3 separate regions of the Mus musculus genome follow, and regions 2 and 3 are each linked to region 1. Evidence: chromatin contacts called from public HiChIP or PLAC-seq and promoter capture Hi-C data. All regions are on one chromosome and are shown on one strand. The core of a region is the stretch at or near the end of the contact, and the rest is flanking DNA. Distances in the headings are between cores, read along the strand shown.

What was found. HiChIP or PLAC-seq counts read pairs in DNA pulled down with a chosen protein or histone mark. Capture Hi-C pulls out chosen DNA fragments and counts their contacts.
Region 2: a promoter capture Hi-C map of liver shows a contact between it and region 1, with 2.6 times the contacts expected there. The contact joins the promoter of Samd4b here to the promoter of Lin37 in region 1. A contact is called at or near these places in 2 of 39 promoter capture datasets (cranial neural crest and liver) and 2 of 9 other capture datasets (adipose tissue and liver).
Region 3: an H3K4me3 HiChIP or PLAC-seq map of embryonic forebrain shows a contact between it and region 1, with 4 times the contacts expected there. The contact joins the promoter of Supt5 here to the promoter of Lin37 in region 1. A contact is called at or near these places in 4 of 39 promoter capture datasets (cranial neural crest, hippocampal neurons, liver and 1 more), 2 of 115 datasets of contacts at active chromatin or transcription factors (astrocytes and embryonic forebrain) and 2 of 9 other capture datasets (liver and pancreatic islet).

Annotation. Positions count from the first base shown.
Region 1 is chr7:30,557,489-30,561,083 of GRCm38.p6, forward strand. Lin37 (lin-37 homolog (C. elegans)) reads right to left here and starts at 2,158. Exons shown (of 9, transcript NM_029377.2): 1 at 1,954-2,158; 2 at 395-470; 3 at 138-188. The coding sequence starts at 1,987.
Region 2 is chr7:28,433,995-28,437,445 of GRCm38.p6, forward strand. It overlaps Samd4b (sterile alpha motif domain containing 4B), which reads right to left and starts at 2,197. Exons shown (of 13, transcript NM_175021.3): 1 at 2,144-2,197.
Region 3 is chr7:28,337,158-28,340,616 of GRCm38.p6, forward strand. Supt5 (suppressor of Ty 5, DSIF elongation factor subunit) reads right to left here and starts at 1,562. Exons shown (of 30, transcript NM_013676.1): 1 at 1,538-1,562; 2 at 1,195-1,278. The coding sequence starts at 1,269.

The sequences.
Region 1 (3,595 bases), core at 908-3,407:
CCCACCAATACCCTCCTCTAAGGTGTTAGCCACTTATACAACAGGTATCTTTGTCTATGCAAGATGGTTAGGACTCAGCAGAGAGAAAAGCTACCTAACCCAAACTCTCAGGTCTAAATCCCATCAAAGTCCCTTACTTGTTGTGCGTATCCAAGGGGGTTTTCCCAGCTTCTTCATCCAGGCGTTCCCTGGGAACAAAAAAAACACTACTGGCTTAGGGTACCAAGGACCCAGAGTGTGATGCTATTAATTAGTCTTCCCATGAAACATCCCATGGGGCACTTTTCACCCTAGGCAGCCCCTCCAGCCTCCCATCCACATCCCCCCTCCAACAATCAGAGTCAGTCCAAACAGCTCCCACCCTGTGGTTCCCCAGGCTGGACCAGGTTCCAACCTGTCCATGTGACTCTTCTCCAGCAGACACTGAAGAACGGCATCCAGCTGGTTCCGGGCTTTGGCCATCTCCATCTCTGAGGGTAGAAGGTAGGAATCAGCTCTGTGTGCGCCTCCCACATTCGCCGTGGGAGGCGATCCTACGTCCTGTCTGGTCCAGTTACTTGGAAAGCAGCTTTAGTGCCACTCAGTGGAGAGACCAACTAAAGACAGAACCAGGGTGACAGAGCCTTAGGCGGGGCCAAGGGCACAGCTGCTACCACTGCTCTTTCTCTCCAACACCTACTCAGGAATCTAGGATCTGGACACCTTCCATGGACAGCCCTTAGGGTATTCCCACTGAGGTCTCCTCGAAACCCACTCCACTCCCTGGATTCTCCCATGAGGCGTGACTAGCTGGCCCACAGGCTCCTGACTCGCTGTGGGCACTCCTTTCCCAGCCCCAGTCTCAGCTCACTTGGCTTGTGGGAGTCTGTCAATATATCCCCTCCCTACCTCGCCTTTTCCTCCCACCCAGCGCCTAGCCTCTGTCATCTTTTCTGATCCACCTCCTTTTATAATGCAGACAAAAGAACCTTCCTAAAAGAAAGCCAAGCCTACTGGGCATAATAGCATATGTCTGCTATCCCAGCACTCTGGAGGCTGAGGTAGGAGGATCAAGAGTTTCAAGGTCAGCCTCAGCAATGAAAGATCCTCTCTCAAACAATAAGCAAAAGAAAGAAAAAATACAAAGACAGACAGACAACACAACGTGGCTTTGATCTTCTCCAGCACAGAACCCTCAAGGAGTCTTCAATCCTGACTCCAGAAAATGGGGTCTGTACTCAGTCTGGCGTTTCCAAACCCACCCTTGTCCTACCTGCATAGTTGTAGTGAGGCTCCCTCCACTATATATATTTCTCTCCTCCCACCCCCAGTTCTTCACTATATAGCCTTGGGTTGGCATGTTGTTTGCTAAGTAGGTCAAACTGGCCTTGACTTCAGAGATCCGTTTGTCTCTGTTCTCCATGCCCTGGGAATAAAGGCAGCTGCCAACACGAACAGCCCTCTCTCCACTCACTGCATCTCTGAGGATGTCCACTCAAGCTTTGTTGTTGTTGTTTGTTTGTTTTTTTGCACTTTGGGGTGTACCTTTACCAACTCACTCCTTCTTCAAAAACCTCCCTAGACTACCCACTTCCCTCAAAGGAAAAGTCGAAAGTCCCTTCCCAGAACCCACAGATCTGTCCTCCTCCCCTCCCATCTCTCTGCCTCCGTTTCCTCACGGCTGCAGTCGCCCTAGCTGCTCTGCTGCCCGCTTCCTTCCTACACCCTGCCACTCCTCCCACCTTGTCTATTTATCACCCTACACCCTAGCGTTATTGGAATGCACAGCCAGTGAGGATTGATTCAGGGACACTCCACAATTGATGACTCATGCCCACTGTCAGAAATGGGGAAAGTGAGGTAGAAAAAGAAAAGGACCCTTTTTAGAGGATCCTGTCATATGGGCTGCAGAGAGATGTCGCGTACTCCGCTTTTTCACTATTAACATATCTCTCCTGGATCCCCAGTCCTCACCTGATTTCTCCACTTTCACCTTTACCGGGAACATGATTTGGGTGCAGGTCTAATGCGCTGGATCAGAAAAACTTGGAGGAGGTGTGGTTCAAAAGCTAGGCGGAAGGCGGGCAGGGAAAGGTCAAAGGTAAGTCTGGGCACCACTGGTCCTCGGGCCTGAGCACTGTCCAGCCGCGACTGCCTTGGCGGCCACTTCCCTTCTTCCCCTTCTGTAGGCGGGACCCTTTGGCAACTGCTTTTTCCCACTAGTTGATGAAAACGTCAATTTCATTTGCTGGCCAATTGACAGCCTGTACTATTGGCTCCCAGCCTTAGGCTCCACCTTCCCGAGGCCCTGTATCCGGAAACAAACCAACGACAAGCCAGGCACCTGGGGGGCGGAGGTGGGGGTTGTGATTCAAACTTCCGAGGCTCAAGACGGAGGTAATGCGCCTGCGCCGCAAGGAGCACTATGGGAAGCAAAGACTCAGACATCCCAAGGCTTTTCGGGATTTGTAGTGTTATATTTTAGTATTGCCACTAAACCTATTTCCAGCTCCTAAGTAACTATCATAGTCACTGACATCCTTCACAGGAAGATCATTCTGGAGACGGACTGGATCCTTTCTGACAGAGAGCTCGCTAGGTGTATTTCTCAGCTAACTCTCTTTCATTTAAATACTAAAAGCGCTGGGTACTCATCCACATAGTGAGGACGCTTTAACGAGCAAAACAGGCAAAAATCCTTGCTGAGAATGTGTCTTATCGTGTAGAGGATAGACGATAGTCAATAAACAAGCCAAAAATTCTAAGTGAAATGTAATGGGAACACACAAATATGTAAAAATACTCAATAGGGAACATCAAAGTGGGGACTGAGACTTTATCATTATTTATTTATTGCCTCACTCTGGCTCAGTCTAGCCTGAAGCTCATTATGTATGTGACCCAAGCTGTCTCTGAACTCCCGGAAGGCCTCCTGCCTCAGCCTCCCCAGTGTGTGATTAACACAACAACCTGTTGGGTATATGCTTTTCTTAACTTATTGGGGGGTGGGGCACACCTGTAGCAGTCAGATCACTTACAGGATTTGAGGATCAAACGCAGGTCATGACTGGCAGCAAGTGTCCCTACCATTGAGTTATCTCACTAGACTCTTTGCTGAAATTATGTTGACACAGGGTATCACTACAAACCCCAGCTGGCCTGGAAGTCACAGAAATCCACCATGCCTCTGCTTCCCAAGTGCTGTGGTTTCAGACATAAGCCACCAAAATCATGAAATATTTATTTATTTATTTTTGAGACAGGGTTTCTCTGTGTAGCCCTGGCTGTCCTGGAACTCACTTTGTAGACCAGGCTGGCCTCGAACTCAGAAATCTGCCTGCCTCTGCCTCCCAAGTGCTGGGATAAAAGACGTGCACCACCACTGACTGGCCATGAAATTTTAAATGAGAAGATCAAGATGCCAGAGAAAGGGCTTGCTCACTTGTTGAGCGCAGTAGTTAAGGGGATTCACATGGTGTCTAACAACCATGTATAATTGCAGTTCTAGAGGATGCTGATGTCCTCTTCTGGTTCCCATGGGCACTACATAAAAGTACACACACACACACACACAAAACTAAATCAAGAATAAAGAATAGGCTGGGTGGTGGCGGCG
Region 2 (3,451 bases), core at 947-3,446, 2.1 Mb before region 1:
GGGAAAGGGAGTGCTTCAGTAATGGGTCTTCAAAAATGAAAGGAAGAAAGTTGAAGTGAGTCCTCAAAAAGTTTCTAAGTAGGTGTTGAGATCTTTCCACTTCTGAAAGGAGAGACCTATGGGGGTCATGTCTAAAAATAAAGGAAGGAAGGAAAGAAGGAAGATAGGTAGGTCAGTCAGCTGGTCTATTGAGAGAAGTCTTCAAGCACTAGGATTCCAGAAGTAGAGGAAGTTTGGGAAGGGAGAGTCTGAAGGATGCTGGGGCCCCTGCAGAAATAGTGGGGGAAGTAGGCTGAGTATCCAGAAGAGTTTATAATTTCAAAGGACTAAGAATGGAGGGATAAGAGAAAGCAAGAAGAGATTTAGCCTAACTGGGATTCATCTGACAGATTCCTGAAATAAGACTGGGGATGTCAGAGAAGAAAATTGAGGGTGGGTTTCCAGAAAGTGCTATAGATTACCGACACGGGGCTTGGGAGAAAAATCTCTAAAGAATGTCTTAGGAAGTGGTCTTCTGAGAAAGGTCCTGACAGAGGGATTTTTAAATACAGGGTAGGGTAGGCATTGGGGGGCTTTATGAGAAATCTCAAGTTTAAAAACAAACAACCCCCCCCAAAAAAAAACCCCAAGCATATAGGGCTGAGGGAAGAAGACTCCTAATGAAGACCTGAAAGCATTGGAGTAGGTTTTCCACAAAGAATTCTGGGTGTTCAGCTATACTGAAGAAAGATTAGGTAGGTATGCAAGGCTTTCTAAAGATGGTTCTAGAGAATTGGGGGTGGGGGAGATTCTGAGGAAGAGATAGCTAGAAAAGTCTTTTAATAAGAAAGTCTGAGAAAAAGAAAGAACTAAAGGCCATCTCAGGGTTACTAAGTTCTGTGATGCATGGGGGTCCTGAAAGCTGTAGCTTAGAGGGGTGTTTCAGTATTGTAAGGAAGAGTGTCAGAAAGTTTACCAAAGGCTAGAAAGGGAGTTTCAAATTTTCAGGTTATCCAAGAAAAGTTTGAGAAGAATAGAGGCTATGAGGAAACTTTTTTGGAGTCCGTACACTATTCTTAAAACATGTGGTGTGTGTTACTGGAAAGGATTTGGGATACAGAAGACAGGCTTTGGAAGAGGTTTTGGGAATATGAGAGGAACTCTGGAGATTTTCAAGATTAGAAGGTGTAGAGGCTGAGGAGAAAAGGGCTGGGGTACATGAGATTACCTCTAGAGCATTCCAAGCTGGGGAATATTTGTGTAACATGAGTTTGGAAATCTATAGAAGGGTCTAAGAAATATGAGAAGAGGACAGGGCGTATATAGGAGGTGGAAGCAAAGAGAGGAGAGGAGAGGGTCCTCTAGGTGAGTTTTGGCATCTAAGAGCACTTCCTGAGTATCTGAGGACGACTGTTCTGGGATATGCAAGCTCTTTAAGGATGATGTAGTGTTCACCAGGGACATCCTGAAGAATTTGGGGATAAGAGTGAAAATCTCTAAGACTTTTGGAATGGGGAGAGGTAGAAGGGTAAATTCTTGGGGGTATTTGAAGAAGTCTGAAGGAGAGATGACTTGAATATGTGATGCAGATGGGGGGGGGGTTAGATGCAGAGAGTATCTGGGGGCGGTTTAGGGGCTTTAAGGTTCTTCCTGGGGGAGATGCCTGGAATATCTGTGCTGTGAAGACAGATGACGAGTAGCCACCAAGGAATGTGTTGCGATTCAGGAGGAAGATGTGAGGAGAGAACCAAGGACCAAAGGGCGGGGATCCACAGGGAGCGTCCCCAGAGGAGGCAGTTGAAAGCTGAGGGTGGTCTCCGGGGAGGCCGCTGGAGTCGTGCGGGAGGACCAGGCAGATGTGTGCCGAGTCAGGACAGAAGTCCCCGGGCCCGGCCCCTCGGCTAGCCCCAGGGCGTGACGGTTTGGGAGGGAAACTGAGGAAGGGGCCCGGGTAGGGAGAAACGGGCTGAGTGCGGAACCCTAAGGGGTCCTCCAGGATCCTCCGGCCTCCCGAGGCCCGAGTCAGCCGCCCGCCGCAGCCCGCGGCGCGGGGTCCCTGAGGGGGCGGGGCCGGCCGCGCGGCCTGGGTCGCCCTGAGGGGAGCGCCGCGCGCCTCGACCGCCGCCGCCCCGCGCCCGCCGGCCCGGCCTTGCCCGAGACTCACCGCCTCGGCCTCCGCCGCCGCCGCCGCCACCCGCACCTCCTCGGGCAGCCGCCGCCACCCGCGCCGCTGCCGCCGCCGCCGCCGCCGCCGTCGCCCCCTCTCTGGCCCGAGAGCTCCCCTCCCTCCTCCCGCACCGACCACCGCCGCCGCCGCCGCCGCCGCCGTCGCGCTGCGTCACCGCGCCGTGCGTCACCGCCCCTGGCCCCGCCCCGGAGGGCCACTGTGCGCCAGCATTAGCTCACACCCTATTGACAGACGGTGAGCCCAGCCAACTGGCGGCGAGGGCAGACCGAAGGGTGGGAGGTGTGCGGCAAGAAAGGCGGGGTCTTGGCCTGGAGGGGAGCGACAGGGCTGGAAGGAGGCCTGAGAGGCCCGCCCCCTCCTCACTACGATTGGTCTGACGAGAAGGTGACGGACAGACGGACAGGCCCCGGGCGGAGAGCAGAGGGCCGGGAAGAGGAGGGGCGCGCGCCGCGTTGCCCCGGGCAACGGTCTGGCGAAGCCCGCGATTGGACCTACGGACCCGCAGGGGGCAGTCTCGCGCCGGTCTAACTCAGTAGCGGCGAACCCAGTCACAATTCCTCATTCTGGCGTTCAAGGACCCCCTCCTCTCCGCCCCTCGGTCACACCCCGCCCAGGGTTTGTGTCCGGTAGTACCATCGCCCTTTGGGATGACAATGCTGCCTCCTGGCTCCTGGTATCGATCGGCCGCGCCTCAAGTGACACCTCAAGATGAGCGAGGTCGACCCTTTAAGGGTGGAAAGAGATAAGACCCCACACATAAGAGGCTGTCAATAAATGGAGATTGCTTCCATCACTCTTGTCGTGATCTTAGTCCATCCACAAACTGTCCTGCGCTGGGGTGAACTGACTGGAAAGGGGCCGGCTCTCCAGAAGGGTGACAGCAACGTGGCTTGTTCCGAGAACTCCAAGAAATACAGTCAGGGTGGAGTGTCGAATTTACGACAGGGAGTGGTAGGAAATGAGCTGCGGCTAGATGTTTGGCCACTGGAGGGAGTATGCACTTGTGCTAAAGGCACAGCGACTAGAGTGACGGGGCCAGTAAGGTCTTGGGGACTTGGGAGTTTGGAAGGGACGCCTCTAGCTTACATAGGGAAGTGGGGTGAGAAGGAATGAGACACAGAAGAGAGAACCCAGGGAGCTACCTGGGGAGTTGGGGCGGGGTTGCATCTGGAAGGGACCTTGGGGAGGGAGGAGGTGCGAAGTAGGCGGGACACTCAGGTGGCCCATTGAACTAGCCTTTTGCCACTGGCTGGCCACAGGGCGGAAGAGAAAAGTCCAGGACAA
Region 3 (3,459 bases), core at 312-2,811, 2.2 Mb before region 1:
AAGAAAGAAAGAAAGACAGACAACCACATGATTTACCCCCTCTCTTCCGGTAAGTTCCCATTCAAATGTCACTCTGACTTATTCTGATGGCTTCAAAGTGCAGCTAGGACCCTCTACTCCCTTTTTGTGCTTGGATTTTTCACCAGAGTACTAGAAAGAGTTATCTCAGGCCACGTATCCTTAATTCACAGCTTGAGACAAGATGTGATGAGATTTCCTATTTTAGGCTGTCCGTGCTGTCATCTCAGGAATCTCATCACTTGGGAGGTAAAGGAAAAACAAAGGCAGCTCTCAGGAGGCAGAGGCAAGCAGATCTGAGTTCAAGGCCAGCCTGATCTACAGAGTGAGTTCCAGGACAGCCAGGGCTACACAGAGAAACCCTGTCTCGAAAAACCAAAAAAGAAAAAAAGAAAAGAAAACAAAACAAAACAAATAAAATCCAAAGTATACATATTTCAGATCTTGGAGGATTTTTGGATTATTTGCACATACACAATAAGGTACCTTGGAACGGGACAATACATGAAATTCATATATCTTTCATATATACTGTGCACAGTCATTTAACACAGTATTTTTAGTGCACTAGTGTTGACTTTGACCTGTCATATGTGGAATTTTCCATTCGTAGCATCGACAGAAGACTAGAAAAGTTACAAAATCATCTGGATTTTCACACTAGGATGCTGAACCTGGGAGTCTCTCATATTTACTGGCTATATTTATTCACAGTAGCAAATTCACATTCACCCATCAGTTGTCGATTTACATTTTAAAATCTGTTAGCAGGAGCCCAAGGACAAAGACTTGTACAGGCTGGCACACAGTAGGCAATACATACACACTTCTGGAACAACTGGGGATACCTAAAAACACAAACACGAAAGAATCCTAAGAGCTGGGGCTGTCCACCTAGCAGGGCCCTGAACTCAATCCTAGCATCGCAAGTGATAAAAAGTAAACCGAAAGAAACAAATCAGATGAAAGCCAACCGTGGACCTGGCGCACCCCCACCTTCTGGACGCTGCCCCTGCGCTCCACGCTGACTTGCACACTCGTCCATCTCTCCCGACAATCTGGAACCACCCTCCCCCCCAGCCGTTCCGAGTCCCCGGCTCCCCCAGGGCCCTCTCTGCCCTGCCCCTGTCCCTGTCCCCAGGCGCAACGTCTCCCCTAAGAATCCCAGGCACCGACCTCGGCCTCCTCCGCCTCGCTGCTGCGCTCGCTGTCCTCCTCCTCGGAGAAGTTGCTGTCTTCGCTGTCCGACATCTTCCGCAGCTGCAGAGGAAGACCGCGGCCTCAGGGCGTCGCGGAACCAAAAGCGCCACCCCCAAGCCTCAGTTTCCCCGCAAGGTAAACCGGGGGAGAAAATCCCCAGGCGCACTTCCGGCAGCCTGGTTCAGGCGGTCGCGAACCCGCGTTGTTCGGGCTATGGCAGCTAGCACACCCGGCCCTGGCTGCGGCCGGCACACGTCCTGAACCTCCGCCAGCCCCGACCCCCGCTCCGGCCCCTGCCTGCCGTCCCACGCCCGCTCACCGATCGCTTGCCACCTGAAGCTTCCGCGCCAGCTGCGGATCACACAACGCCTAGCTGGCCTGAGCGCTCTCTCGCGAGAACTGGCGCGTCAGTCTCACCTAACGCGAGACTTTAGGGGCCTGCTCTGAGGGCGGCCTCTTGGAGCCGCCATCTCCGGAGTGGCCAAAGTGGTTTACGCGGACTGTACGGCCGCCATCTTGAGAAGGTCGAAAAGTAATCGGCTTCTCCTAACCCAGAGCTGAATCGGGTGAACTGTTGGCTCGTCCGTCCTCTAAACTTCCCTCGGAGGTGTCAGAGGTGACGGGACAGAGATTCGGCTTCACACCGCCACCCTCGGCATTCTGAGGAGTTCCCCTAGATTTTTAGGGACCTAGACTCAGGTTAAATCCGAATTCCTGGCGATGCTCAAAACAATCTCAAAACTTGTTAGTTTAGCGCGGCACAGTATTGTGTTATTAATGATCTGGTTTGTTTGTTTGTTTGTTTGTGTGATAAGGCCTTACTTTGTAGCCTGGCTAAATCTCAGACTCACAAAGATAAGCCCATGTCTGCCTCTGCCTCCCTGGTACTGAAATTAAAGGCGTGTGCCACCATGCTTACAATGAAAGACACTTTAATACGGATTTAAGACTGAAGGCGGGAGCTGGTGAGATGGCTCAGTGGTTAAAAGCGCCTACTGCTCTTCCGAAGGTCCTGAGTTCAAATCCCAGCATCCACATGGTGACTCACAACCATCCATGACGAAATCTGATGCCCTCTTCTGGAGTATCTGAGGACAGCTACTGTGTACTTACATATAATAAATAAATAAATAAATCTTAAAAAAAAAAAGAAGAAGAGGAAGAAGAAGAAGAAGAACTGAAGGTGGACAGGCGAGCCAGGAGTTATGCACAAAACCATCACATTTATTTAATTCCGGACAGCCAAGGTTACACAGTGAAACACTGTAACCAAAACAAAACAATAAAACCTAAACTGGAGAGTTGGCTCAACCGCCAAAGAACGCTGGCTGCTGTGGAGCTGTGGTCAATTTCCAGCAGCTCACAACCCGCTTTCACTCCAGTCTCAGGGGAGCTAATGCTCGCCCTCTTCAGGCCTCGGCTGACATTGAATATCCACAGACATAAAAATTCAAGACAAGCCGGGCGGTGGTGGCGCACGCCTTTAATCCCAGCACTGGGAAGGCAGAGGCAGGCGGATTTCTGAGTTCGAGGCCAGCCTGGTCTACAGAGTGAGTTCCAGGACAGCCAGAACTGCACAGAGAAACCCTGTCTCGAACCCCCCACACACAAAAAAAAATTCAAGACAGAAAGTTAATAAAAGCAGCATGCTTGAGCAATCTAGATGGCTCATCAGATAAAGTATCTTGCTGAGAAACCTGACGATCTGAGTTCTATCCCTGGAACCTATATGATAGAAGGAAGATAGCCAAAAAGTTTTCTTCTGACCTCTGCATCCATGCTATAGTTGGAATACATGCACCCACTCATGTATGTGTGTATACATGTGTGTATATGGGTATATATACAATACATACACACATATATAACATTACATATGCATATAATATATATACAATAAGTTTAAATTTTTTAAGTCACGTGCTTCAGCTAGATATGGTGGTACCTACCTTGTAATACTGGCACTTGGCAGACTGAGGTAGGAGAATCTGAAGTCCCAATGGATCTAGACTACAAAACAGGACCCTTTCTCAAAACAACCAAATGGGAGAGGAGGAAGAAACAGTAAATTCCACCAAACTACTGAAAAGCACAAATTAACTTCAAAAACCATGTATGCACAGTGAAAGCAAAAGACGGTGGGATCTGGCAGAGGGTGTGATCCCATCCATACAGAACTCCAGAGCAAGCAAAGCCTAGCTATTCATAGGGAAAGCAGAGGAGTGGGTGTCTGAGCGCATG